2 separate regions of the Mus musculus genome follow, and region 1 is linked to region 2. A link is a contact called in public HiChIP or PLAC-seq data. All regions are on one chromosome and are shown on one strand. The core of a region is the stretch at or near the end of the contact, and the rest is flanking DNA. Distances in the headings are between cores, read along the strand shown.

The links. HiChIP or PLAC-seq counts read pairs in DNA pulled down with a chosen protein or histone mark.
Region 1: a contact with region 2 is called in an H3K4me3 HiChIP or PLAC-seq map of embryonic forebrain, with 4 times the contacts expected there. The contact joins two enhancer-like sites. A contact is called at or near these places in 8 of 39 promoter capture datasets (the 3T3-L1 cell line, 3T3-L1-derived adipocytes, the HPC-7 cell line and 5 more), 4 of 484 Hi-C or Micro-C datasets (embryonic fibroblasts, embryonic stem cells, liver and 1 more), 7 of 115 datasets of contacts at active chromatin or transcription factors (astrocytes, craniofacial prominence, differentiating embryonic stem cells and 4 more) and 1 of 9 other capture datasets (embryonic stem cells).

Annotation. Positions count from the first base shown.
Region 1 is chr4:105,473,528-105,479,565 of GRCm38.p6, reverse strand. No RefSeq gene overlaps it. Among named protein-coding and RNA genes, the nearest start is that of Gm40217, 160 kb to the right of the region's middle. Within about 2 kb of position 4,200, at least 56 of the 459 cell types and tissues checked have an H3K27ac peak or open chromatin away from gene starts, as enhancers often do. A contact at or near this core is called in astrocytes, embryonic forebrain and neural progenitor cells, where this site is marked.
Region 2 is chr4:105,166,524-105,171,816 of GRCm38.p6, reverse strand. The region is part of intron 1 of Plpp3 (phospholipid phosphatase 3); the gene reads right to left. Among named protein-coding and RNA genes, the nearest start is that of Plpp3, 12 kb to the right of the region's middle. Within about 2 kb of position 1,381, at least 55 of the 459 cell types and tissues checked have an H3K27ac peak or open chromatin away from gene starts, as enhancers often do. A contact at or near this core is called in astrocytes, embryonic forebrain and neural progenitor cells, where this site is marked.

The DNA of each region.
Region 1 (6,038 bases), core at 2,951-5,450, 300 kb before region 2:
ACTCCCACTCTAGTACTGCTTCATAATGTAGGTGGTGTTAACAGTATGAGACTTAAGTCAGGCCATGTGATAACTAATCTTGGTTGTCAACTTGAATGCATTTAGAACCAACTAAAGCCCAAGGCATCTGGCCATGCCTGGGAGGAATTTTCTTGAGGTAGGAAGACCCACCCTACATCTGGACCATAGCTTCTGGTGGTAGCCCACATAGATGACTATGAAAGAAGGAATCGTTCACCTTTTGCCTGCTTGACCTCACTCTCTCTGGCAAGGTCATCTATCCTGTTGTTGAGACATTCCTTTGTTGGTATTAGAACCCACTTCTTAAAGATCTCAGTCCAGACTGAAAACCAGCTGAGACATCCAACCTCATGCACTAAACAACAGCTGGATTCTCAGCTCTTCCTTTGCTAGGCAGCCATTGTTGGACTAGCTGGGCTGCAGTCTGTAAGCCAAACTAATAAACTATATATTCATATATGTGCCACCACGTCCACCCTTCCTCATCTTCTATCCTGACCAATGAATGATAAACAGTAACAACAATTCATAGCACCATCCAGGAAGTGCATCGAGGAGTTTTTCACTAGCTTTTATGGTCACTGAAAGCAGTACTCCAGCAGCCCAACAGTTGAACCCACTCTATAGCCTGGTAACGCTCTAACAAGCTTCTCTCACACCCAGCCAAATAGGACTGTGCTAAGCCAATCACATTTCTGATTTTCACACAGGAAACTCAACAATCATTTTGCCTGAACCAGTTACAAGGGCTTCTCTGCATCTTGAAAAATCACAGGAATTTTTCCCATTCACACCTTTTTTCCAACTGGGACGGCTAAAATCTGAATATGACAGTATTAATCCTGAGAGAGTTTTCCCATAAATTTCTTTTATAATACAAGTAAAGAGACAAAGTTTGATACTTGGGCTTTTAATCCACTCAAAGACAGCGAGTGACTGTTACTTCTGACTGCCACCCACTTGACTTATGTATTTTAATAAAAAACAGGCAATGTGTACATATTCTCCTAATGTTCACAGGATATCGTGGGAACTGTAAATTACACTAAAGGTTAACTTCCTTAGGATTGAAAGTGTTGCATAAAAACAAATGACATATTCAACTTTGAAGGGTTATTGTGGTTTAAAAACTTGAATGGGGAACAGAAAAGGAGGAAAGGAGAAAATGTATTTGTTCTATCACATGCCTTTCATGAGAGAGGGAAATTATTTTAATTACTTAGAAGAATAAAATGTATTGTGTACATATTGATTTTTCTCATTCACTCTGCTAAATTTGGGAACAGAGTTTATTTGAGGATAAAATGCATAATGTTCTAATTGAATTTGCTCTCGATTATTAAAATATTAAACCACCCACTACTTAACTTTAACCCTCTTTTGAGGTACTTAGTACACTAAATTTTTCAGGAAAAAAAAAGTGTAGTGTTTGCTGAGTACAAATTCAAATATGAAAAAAATTTTAAAATGTGTTCATTCTATCACATGACAACTTTCATAAACTGGGAAAATTATGATCCCCACTTTGCATGCGAGAAATAATGAGGGTCATAGACTACAGAATAAGACAGAGAAGCAATATACAATAAACTGTGGCTAAAAGAGTGTAAAGTGCGCCTGTATGGTCACCGTATTTAATGTAAAGAGTTTCAGCTAGCAGCCCAGACACCCATTTCAAATTGTAGGACTGTCATCCTTACCTGAGTGACCTTGGGCTTGTTTTAGGTCTCCAACACCTTGACCATCAAATGGTAGATCCAAAAGCACTAAGTGCCACACCGGCATCACCATCAACTCTGGGGAATCAGTGGCTGTGTGCAGATGAGGCAGACTAAAGGTCTGTATGGCTGCTCCTAGCTTTGCTTTCTCCATTACATCCAAGTACTAACTATTATAATATCCTTTCTGTGAAGGACCTACTAACATGGCATGACATATGTGTTCTACAAAACACCATTTCAGAAACATGCCCTCAATAGGAACAACCCACATTTGGGAAAAGCTTTTAATGCACCCAAACTCTTGTCTAAGTCACAATTTATAAAACTCTGTCATATGATCATATGTAATAGGGGACTTACAGATGGTAAAGGTGTGCTGTGGTCAACCAGAGAGGTGGCAGTGAGGGTGAGACTGGACCCCTGAGCCACATCTCAACAAGCATGGTAATTTTCTGTTTCCAGTCGAGGCTACAGTGGAGACTCCGTGAATTGGCCTAGAACCCACTGAGACACTTGTTCATTTACAAATGCCTACCATACCATACATGTTCTTTTTGTGGCCAAATAAACCAAGGAACAAAGGCCTGAGAGGTCTGCTCACTCCGGAGTTCACATTCTAGTGTGAAAAAAGACTCAGAAATGTCCAATAGAGCCTCCTGGCTCTGTTCTCAACGAGGTGGATCTAACAAAGTAAGAAAATATGAAGCTAACAAGCAGCTCTCAGAAGAGAGGTCTGGGAGGAAAGGATCTATCATGGGTGAGGTCTGGAGAGGAGTGAAGCAGACACAGGGCACTGGCCAGGGCTATGCACAGCCATACAGATGGGACAGAATGTGAAGCTTGGAGAAATGTCCAGTGTGGCACACTTGGTGGTGAGTGGGTACAGAAGGAGGTCTGCGGTGGCTCCTATGGCTTTCTGTCCTTCTTGTCATTCATCTCATAAGTGTCAGTTAGCATTTACTGTGGGTTCTGTATTGTGAAATAAAGTACTGAGTCCTTTCTAAGAACCTTGTCCCAAAACCTCTACTCCTCTTTTTTCAGAGAGAGAGAGAGACAGAGAGAGACAGAGAGAGAAAGATTGTCAGTCTTTTTGGCTGTTGGCTTAACGAGAACAGGTAGACAACAGTAACTGTCCTGCATGGAAGAAAGTCGCTGTGAGTAAGAGCCTCAGTGGCCTGATAAAACAATCCCCTGGCCTTTAAAATCACCTGCCTCTGGCTCCAGGCAGTTCTCACAGTTCAGAACTCCCCCACAGCTGCCAGCTTGTTTCCAGGCCCTTTACAGAGTAGTAATTGCCTTTCAATTGCTTTGTTTGCTCATTCATGACTGTAGAAGCATCCCAACTCCATCTAGAGCGCCCGCTGGGTACCACAGTATCCCAGCTCCTTCCCAGAAAGACAGAAACTCTCTCCCTACCTAGCTCAGGTACAATTTCCCCCTGGACAGCCTGCCTCTGGTATGTAAAGTAATGCCTGAGGCCTTGAGACAGAGGGCCTTCAGTTTTTTCATAGGAGTCTGCTCTGGGGGAGCAGAAGATGAAACACCAGCAGAACACCAGGCTTGGCAATTAGACAGACTTGTTTGGCTCTTTGCCCTTACCTTTCTAATGCTGTATTGGTTGTGTCAATGAATCTACTGCTCAAGGAAGGTAGTGTGTGGAATGCTCCTGATGTCTATCACACGACCAAATAACCATTCTAGGTGGCCTCTTGACTTCGGCCCTGTATGGTAAGATTTCTGACTAGTTGTGTGGTCTCAAGTCATCAAAGGCAACCAAGGACAAAACTCCCCTCAAAAGAAAGCTTAATGATGGGCCTCTTCGACTGTGTCCTCCTCCCAGTCAGTCATCCTATTCCTGCAAGCTGATGTTACACTTCTTTGTGGATCAAACTGCCAATCGTGTTTACCTGTTGAAAAATCACACATTTAACTCCCACTTCATTAATGGATTCAGATTTTGTTGGGGGAGTTGCTCACTTGAAAGGTCCATTTCTCACAAATAGCCATGTGTCCAAGGCTGGTAATTTAAGCTCTTTGACTCTCCATTTCCCCAATGTAATAATTATGTATGTGGTGGAAATATCGTGAAGAATAAATGGGACACATGGACATACAGACTGTGCATTCTTTCTTCTTCAATGATATTTCCCTAGTAATTAAAAATGCCTACCATCAGTTGGAGAGTATTCAGGAAAAACAAAACAAAAGGGCAAAAAAAAAAAAAGAGAGAAGAAAACAAACATAAAACTAAAATAAAGAAACATTCATTATGAATTTTATTACTTCAACTACTGTAAACTGTGTAGGAATCTGAGCTGCAAAGCTACTCATTAAACTGTCTGCTCTTTCCTGTTTAAACAAGGCCCCTCTTGGGTCTCGAAGCCTGAGCCTTCATGGGTCTGCATCCAGGAAGGAAGACGTTTCTACGGTAACCGAGGAGGCCTTCTCCAGAGGGTCTCTGGGAGAGGCCAGGATCTGGTGCAAGTGACAAACTCCAGCTCCCTTGATAATGAACAGAGAGGTAGCAGCCACGATGGCCGGCCTTGAGTAGAATGAGGGCATTCAGGCGTGAAATCCCTTTCAATCGCTCGTTTGTTCTTCTCTGTGGAGAATTCACTTTGTGCCACTCTTGAAAAATGGCTGATGGAGACTCAGTGGTGTGTAAATAATAAATGTTCCAGAAGGAAATGTGTGTGTGTGTATGTGTGTGTGTTTGTGTGTGTGTGTGTGTGTGTGTATGTGTGTGTGTTTGTGTGTGTGTGTGTGTGTGAGAGAGAGAGAGGGAGAGAGAGAGAGAGAGAGAGAGAGAGAGAGAGAAGAGAAAGGAGTTGTTGACATGCCATCTGTGATTTGGTTCAAATTTTTATAAGGCCCGATGTTGTAGGAGAGTAGCCCAGTAACTTCTTTTTACCATCTGTGAATTGGGATGTGAGGGACAAAGTCACAGAGGAAGGTGTTTGGTACCAAAATATAACCTATGCTCCTGGTGGACAAGGTTTGAATTGTACGACTGTGATGCTTGCAAAAGAAGGATGTGTAGACAAGAGGAGTCAGAGGTATAAAAGCGACCAAGTCTGAAAGATGGGATGGAGCCTTAGCCAAGACTAGGGAGGGAGTAAATGTCACTATTTCTTTAAAAATCCTACAATGGATTTCCTCCTGCATTGTCCTCTACATCTTCACCCTCAGCTTCTTACGTGGGTGCCATACTAGTCACTGAAGGGTAGATGGAGAAATGGGCTCAGAGAAGTGGCTTTTCCACTCAGTCACCAGATAGTCAGGTCAGGATTCAGACCCAGGTCAGTTTGACACCTTAGGCGAGGTCTTTATTAATGACTAGTATGCTGCCTTCCACAGATAATTAAGAGTACGGTATATGAAGCGCTTGTGGACAATGTTCTGGGTTGGTATGCTGGAGTGGGGAATGGCATGCTGTCCCCATCTGATGCTTGTCAACTTATAGAGAGCCTCCTAGTCCCCTCAAGCTTTATCCATGACCAAAGAAACTTTGTCATTGCTTCTGAATGCTAAGGACTTGGCCCTGACTTGGTTGGGTTAATAGGAGATTTTCCCTGGGATCAAATCCCACACATCCTCAACCTCTTGAAACCTAGAGCAGTTACGTTGCAAATGAACTCATCTCTAAACAGCCCACAGCTTTCTAGGCTCTCTACTCATTCAGAGTGCACCTCATTTTGAACATGCAGAACATGAAGAATTTCCGTCTCAGCTTTTTCCATGAGGGCGTTCTGACCTTCCATGTTTAGAGCCAAAGTGGTTCCAGTTTAGTAAACAGTCTTCTATGGAAAACCTATGGTTAAAGCTGATGGCATAATTACCTGCCCTTAAGGAGGCAACAGTAGTGAAAGCCAAAACTAATGAAAAGTGAAGGCTATCCAGAGGGTAAGGCCAAACCCCCCCCCACGAGAGTGGGGACCCTCTAGGTATTGAGTGAGCAATATCAAGTGCTCGCTCAGGAAAGAGGAAGGTTGGTAGGGAAAAGTTCCTTCCATATCATAGGTTGTATGTATCTCGGAGTTCCCTTCATTCTAGAAGTCAGTTGGCTATGCTCAAGTGTTAAGTCTCAGCCAGGCACTGATGCTAAAAAGGAAAATAAGGAAAATGCTCTGAGAGATCCATTAGTAGATAGGGTGCATGGAGATGATGTTGTCATAGAAGTTAGAGAAGGGGTCCCAGAAGAAATGGAAATGAGAACAAGTCCAATAGGAAAGAGTGGGTAAGGTGTTTAGAGTTTAGAGTGGGTAAGGTGTTAGAGTGACAGGGGCAGGGGTGGGG
Region 2 (5,293 bases), core at 132-2,631:
GAGATACAATCCGAAGGGACATTTTCCCTTATCTGGTAATAGCAGGTACTCAATGCACAGTCTTAGAAATGGGAACAGTAGAGAGAAAAGGGCACATTTCAGACAAAACTGCATTCACATCACAAGTATTAATTACAACTTTCAAAGTATTTCCTGCTCACATGGCATGCCATCTGTTGCAAGAATTCACCCTCATTTTATCCGTTCACCAAATGACAGCAATGTGTCCAAGTTTCTCCAGCAAATACCACAAGTATTGAGCCCAAACAGCAAGAAGCTTCCTGTCAGACCCTTATTCTTATCATTTCACTAAAGTATCACACCAAAACACCTGGCTGCACTCCTCCACCAACTGCTGTGCGTCTGTCTGTCTGTCCTCTTACTTGCTCCTTCAAGGCAGGCTCCACCCCCTCAGTGTATTCCCCTGGATCTTCCGCCACACACTGTCTTTATCTCAGTAAACAAAAGGAAAAGAGAAGATAGCTGGCTGGTCAAACCCAGGAGTATTCTCTGCGGTGGCTCTCGGACAATGGAGAATGGTGGATGAGCCAGGGACTCCCTTCCCCAGTTTACTTGTGGGTATTTCCTGCTCGCCCATTACTGGTGCAGGAAGAACCCTGCCATGGTTCCTAAGGAGTCCATCACCAATGAGGCTGCTCTGCATTCTAAGTGGGAAGGATGTGTGCAAATGGGACCGCTCGCAGCCCTATTTAACTTTACCATGGGTCTGTGTTTGTCAAAGCTCTATGCCAACCCCCTCAGAAAGAAATACCACAAAACTTCTTTAAGGGAGGGTAAAAAGACCTACTTTATACACTTGGTCTCATGCTAATCAGGGCACCATTGAAATCCCAGCTGAATAGGAGTCCTACAATAGCCTGGGAAACACGAGGTGGTCTCTCCACAGCGCAGGCTGCTCCAGTCAAAGCGGCTCACTCCCTGGCTTTTTAACTCCTTTGGAGAAGATGGAGAAGAAGGGGAATTAACACTGGGATCAGAAACTGCTATTCCTGTGCAGAAAAGTCACCCCACTTCTGCGTGACACTTATCAGCTTCTCTGGCCATTTTTTCTAAGGCATCTGATGCAGCTGCTGTCCTTGGTAGACGTGTAACGGAAGGGGACACAGGGTTCAGCGGCCAGCTAAAGGGAGATTCTAAAACAGCACTTTGCTGGGAATCTTAGTAAATAATTTCTGTTAGAGATTAACTGGTTGAATTATTAATGCAGCGTGTCACCAGCCTCCAATAAGAAATGAGACTGGCCCTGCTTTCTAGATAAAAAAAAAAAAAAAAAAACAAAACACTGAAGTGAGTGCCAGCCTACTCCACAGGGTTGTTGTGAAATTCAAGTAAGTTAATAATGCATGAAGCGCCTTAGTGCACAGCTTGTCACATAATGAGGATTCAGTCAAGTCCATGGCCTTCCAGCCTGGAGTTCAGTCTCACCTCTATTCTCTTAGGAATTTACACAGGAACAGGAAATACTGACATGGGTAAAAGGTTTTAAACCCCAAATCAAACTTAACTACTTTATAGGGCCCGATAATTTTAAGGCATTCTGACGGGTTCGCTTTACTCACATGCTTGTTAGTGAAAATCTAAACGCCAGTCTTTACTCTCGGAGGAAAAAAAGGTAGGCTGTTGGTTGGTTCATGGCCGAGAGTACCACCATTCTCTATCCCAAATCCTGCCACTCAATATCTCCGAACAGCAGCTGCCTCACCCATCCCAGCACAGCATCAATTAGAGGACGGTGGCTCCTTCCAGGCCTTAAGTCCTGGTGGGATGGTGATGTGGCTGACTACAGGGTAAGTATTCAAAAACATCTGCTGCCCTAGCCTCTTCCAGCTGACAGAGGACAATGCTACTCCAGGTGTCAAGGCTGGATTTTGTTGTCTGCTTGGGGGGCGGAGCAGGGCGGGGTAGAGCTCTACAATGAGAAAAACTGACTGAATATCTAAATACAGATTCTCAGACTTACATGTTGTCATCTGGAAGAATCCGTCAGTGAAACATTGCTAATTGATAATAAATGACCAATTTCACAGTTGTGACAAGCACAACTGCACACGATCAGTTTTAAAGCAAACTCAGAGTTTCTTAGCCCCATCAACGGACTTGGGAAAATTGAATCTAAAATTCCTGACAGCTTATTTCTCCCAGGAATGGAGAGCCATGTCCTTGGAATGCTTTGACCCAAGATGTATATTTTATCTTCCCAGCCAGTCCCTAGGAGCTCTGCGCTCTTACAATGCCTCAAGTTCAGGCCTTTCAAAGGAGTCCTTCACAAAGGTGCTAGGAGCCCACCAGCCCCCCTGCCACGCCATTGGAATTGCTCTCTAAATAGATTTCAATGAGAAGTTCCTGAACAAAAGACTCTCTAATAAGTTGGTAACACCTTTGGAAATATTTTTAAAGTCTCAGCTTCCTAGAAGTTCCTCCTCCTGGGCGCTGTGTGTGCAGTTGGTGCAGAACAAAGCGCCACGCATTTAATCAAAACAGCCGCTAAGGGCAAGATGTCAGCAAATGCAAAGATGAGAAATGATGTGTTAGGCTGTTCCTCCCTAGAAGCCTACAGAGGCCAAATTGACCAAAACAGCCCCTTTGGGCAAGTGTCTAATGAAATGGGCTGTGCGGCTGAGAAACATTTCTGCCACTTCCTGTTGGTGGTTGCTAACTTAGTAACAATGTGGGTCATTTGTGGGGAAGAGGCCAAGCGGAGAAGTTCTATTTACTACGTTTAATGAACGAGCTGCATCCGCAGACACTAACCAGAGAAGCTCAAAAGTTACCACCACAGCATACTGAACCCAGGCACAAAAAGGGTCCACTAACAGAGTGGCCATTATTGCTGCCTCGTGAGGCTACAGAAGGGCTCTAGTTCAAGGTCCTCCCACCCCTTCCTGAGCCTCCTGATAGGACTGTCCAGGATCCAGTATGCTCTTCTCTTCAGTACCCGGCTTTTGCACCCCTTCAAGCTATGAGCATTTCCAGCAGATCTCTGGACACTCCTTCTTACCCCTCTCCCCCCATTACTTCTAGAAATATTTTCAATCATTCTCTACATTTGTTAGGCTAAGCATGGAGAGTACCAGTTACATCTCCTAGTAAGACAAAATTAAGGAGCAAGCCCACAGGGAACGGACAGGTGTCACTCAAGTCGTGAATTCTGAATGCTCACGCATGGGCTAGTTTAGGTAGCCGGTAAGGCTTAAAAACAAACCAATTTAAATTATTTTTCTATTGACCCATGCTTTGTCTGCAAGTATGTATACCATACTGGCTCCCAGAGGCCAGAAGAGGGCACTGGACCCCCCTCCTGCCCCCACCCCCATGACTGGAGTCACAGACAGTGAGCCACCATGCTGGTGCTAGGAACTGAACATAAGATTTCTGCAAGAGCAGCCAGTGCTCTTAACCAATGAACTATCTCTCTAGCCTTGGATGCTAAAACTTTAAGTTAGTCTTTGCAAGTCTGTTGTTAGTGAAAATACAGTATATGCATTTGATATTTTTGAGGTATCCAAACAACCACAGGACACACCATGGTTGCCTTTAATGACCTTAATGGGTTCAGGGTGAGAATCACAAATCCACCTTCCTTTGGACAACCTGGTCTTCCCAGCCTGCTGACTGATAGAAGAGCAGGCTTGGGGTAGGAGGGGGAAGACAGGGTTTTAGCAACACATAAGCAGGAGAACAGAGCAGAGAAAACCAGCCTCACCAGTCAGATTCTCGTCCCAGTTCTGGAACACTCTTACTGCACCATCTGAGGGGAGTTATGTTCAACTTCTCTGAACTTCAGCTCCGTAAAGCTGAGATGAAAGTGATTGGGATTTTACAGGCTCCTTGGAGAACCTATCAGAAGGCATGTGCAATGTTTTAACATGGTGAGAAGTCCACAGCTAATGTCCGATGCATGTAAGCCACTGTCATCAATTCAGGCTCCTGGCCAAATTTCCATACATACTAGCTGAGCGCACTGTGCATCCACTCGCCCTCTCTGAGCTGAGACCCTGTGACCAGCATTTGCTTTACTGTGGACACATTGAGGCACCAGGGAAAGCAGCTAACAGTAGTGAAGATTCTCTCCCCTTCGCCTTCCTAAAACATCTGGACTTTCCTGTCCCACACATTGACCACTTTAAGCTTTTAGCATGATGTGCCATCTAATTCATAAAGCCTTTCGATTATCTTAACCTTTTTAATTTTAATACTCCGCTGATGTCCAGCCTGACAGTCTGAGAGATAGGAAATCATTTAAATTCTGAGATGGTGATTTAAACTTACCAGGAACTAAACACATTTACATGATGTGGCCTTAAAATTGTATTGACTAAGTTCCAGGTATGTGAAGGTCTCGATATTTGTACTTCTAAATAGTTTTTAAGATACTCTGAAGTGGTTTTTGTGTTTGTTTGTTTCCACTTAGAAAGTCCACAGTCTGTAAACTCCACCCAGTTCTGTAGGTGTTATTTAGCACGTGGGTGTAACTGACCACCCAGCCTCTAATTCTCAGTCAGAGTACTGCTCTCTGCTCGATCACCTAAAACCTATGACACCACAAAAAAATTTTTTTTGGTGGAAAATGTCCTGAAGAACAAAATAATCCTACAGTGATTTCATGAATATCCTAATTCCTAAGACATTGTATTTTTTTCTTATATGTTTTAATTAATGTGGCACAGGCATGATGGAAATAATTTGGCAGTTCCTCAAAAAGTTAACCATCTGATATATGGTCAAGCAATTTCACTCTTAAATGTAGAGATCCAAGAGAATTGAAAACACAAGGGCTGCCTTCCTATTCACAGTAGCTCAAAAATGGGAACAAACCAGGGAGCCATTAAATAATAAGTGTATAAACGAAATGTGGTACATCCATACAGTGGGAGATTATCTGGCAATAAAAATAAATGAAGTACTTCTGATACATGTTACAATATGGATGGGACTTTAAAACTTGAAGGAGGAGGGGAAGGAGGGGGAGAAGGAAATGGAGAGGAAGAGGAAGAGGAGGAGGAAGAGGATGAAGAAAGAAGAAAGATGAAGAAGAAGAAGGCACAACTACAAACGACCAAACATCCACATGGCATATTGTTGGCTTATGTAACATGACGAGATTCTCTATGGGAGAAAAAAGTGATTAGTGGTCATTAAGAATACATAGAGATCGATTTCCATTCTGTGACTATAATAAAACCCAGTGAATTGGGTGCCTTAAATGTCTGCTTCACATGGTATTATAAATTTTAAACTCAACAAGGTTGTTTCTAAAATGTCTTTTTTTTTT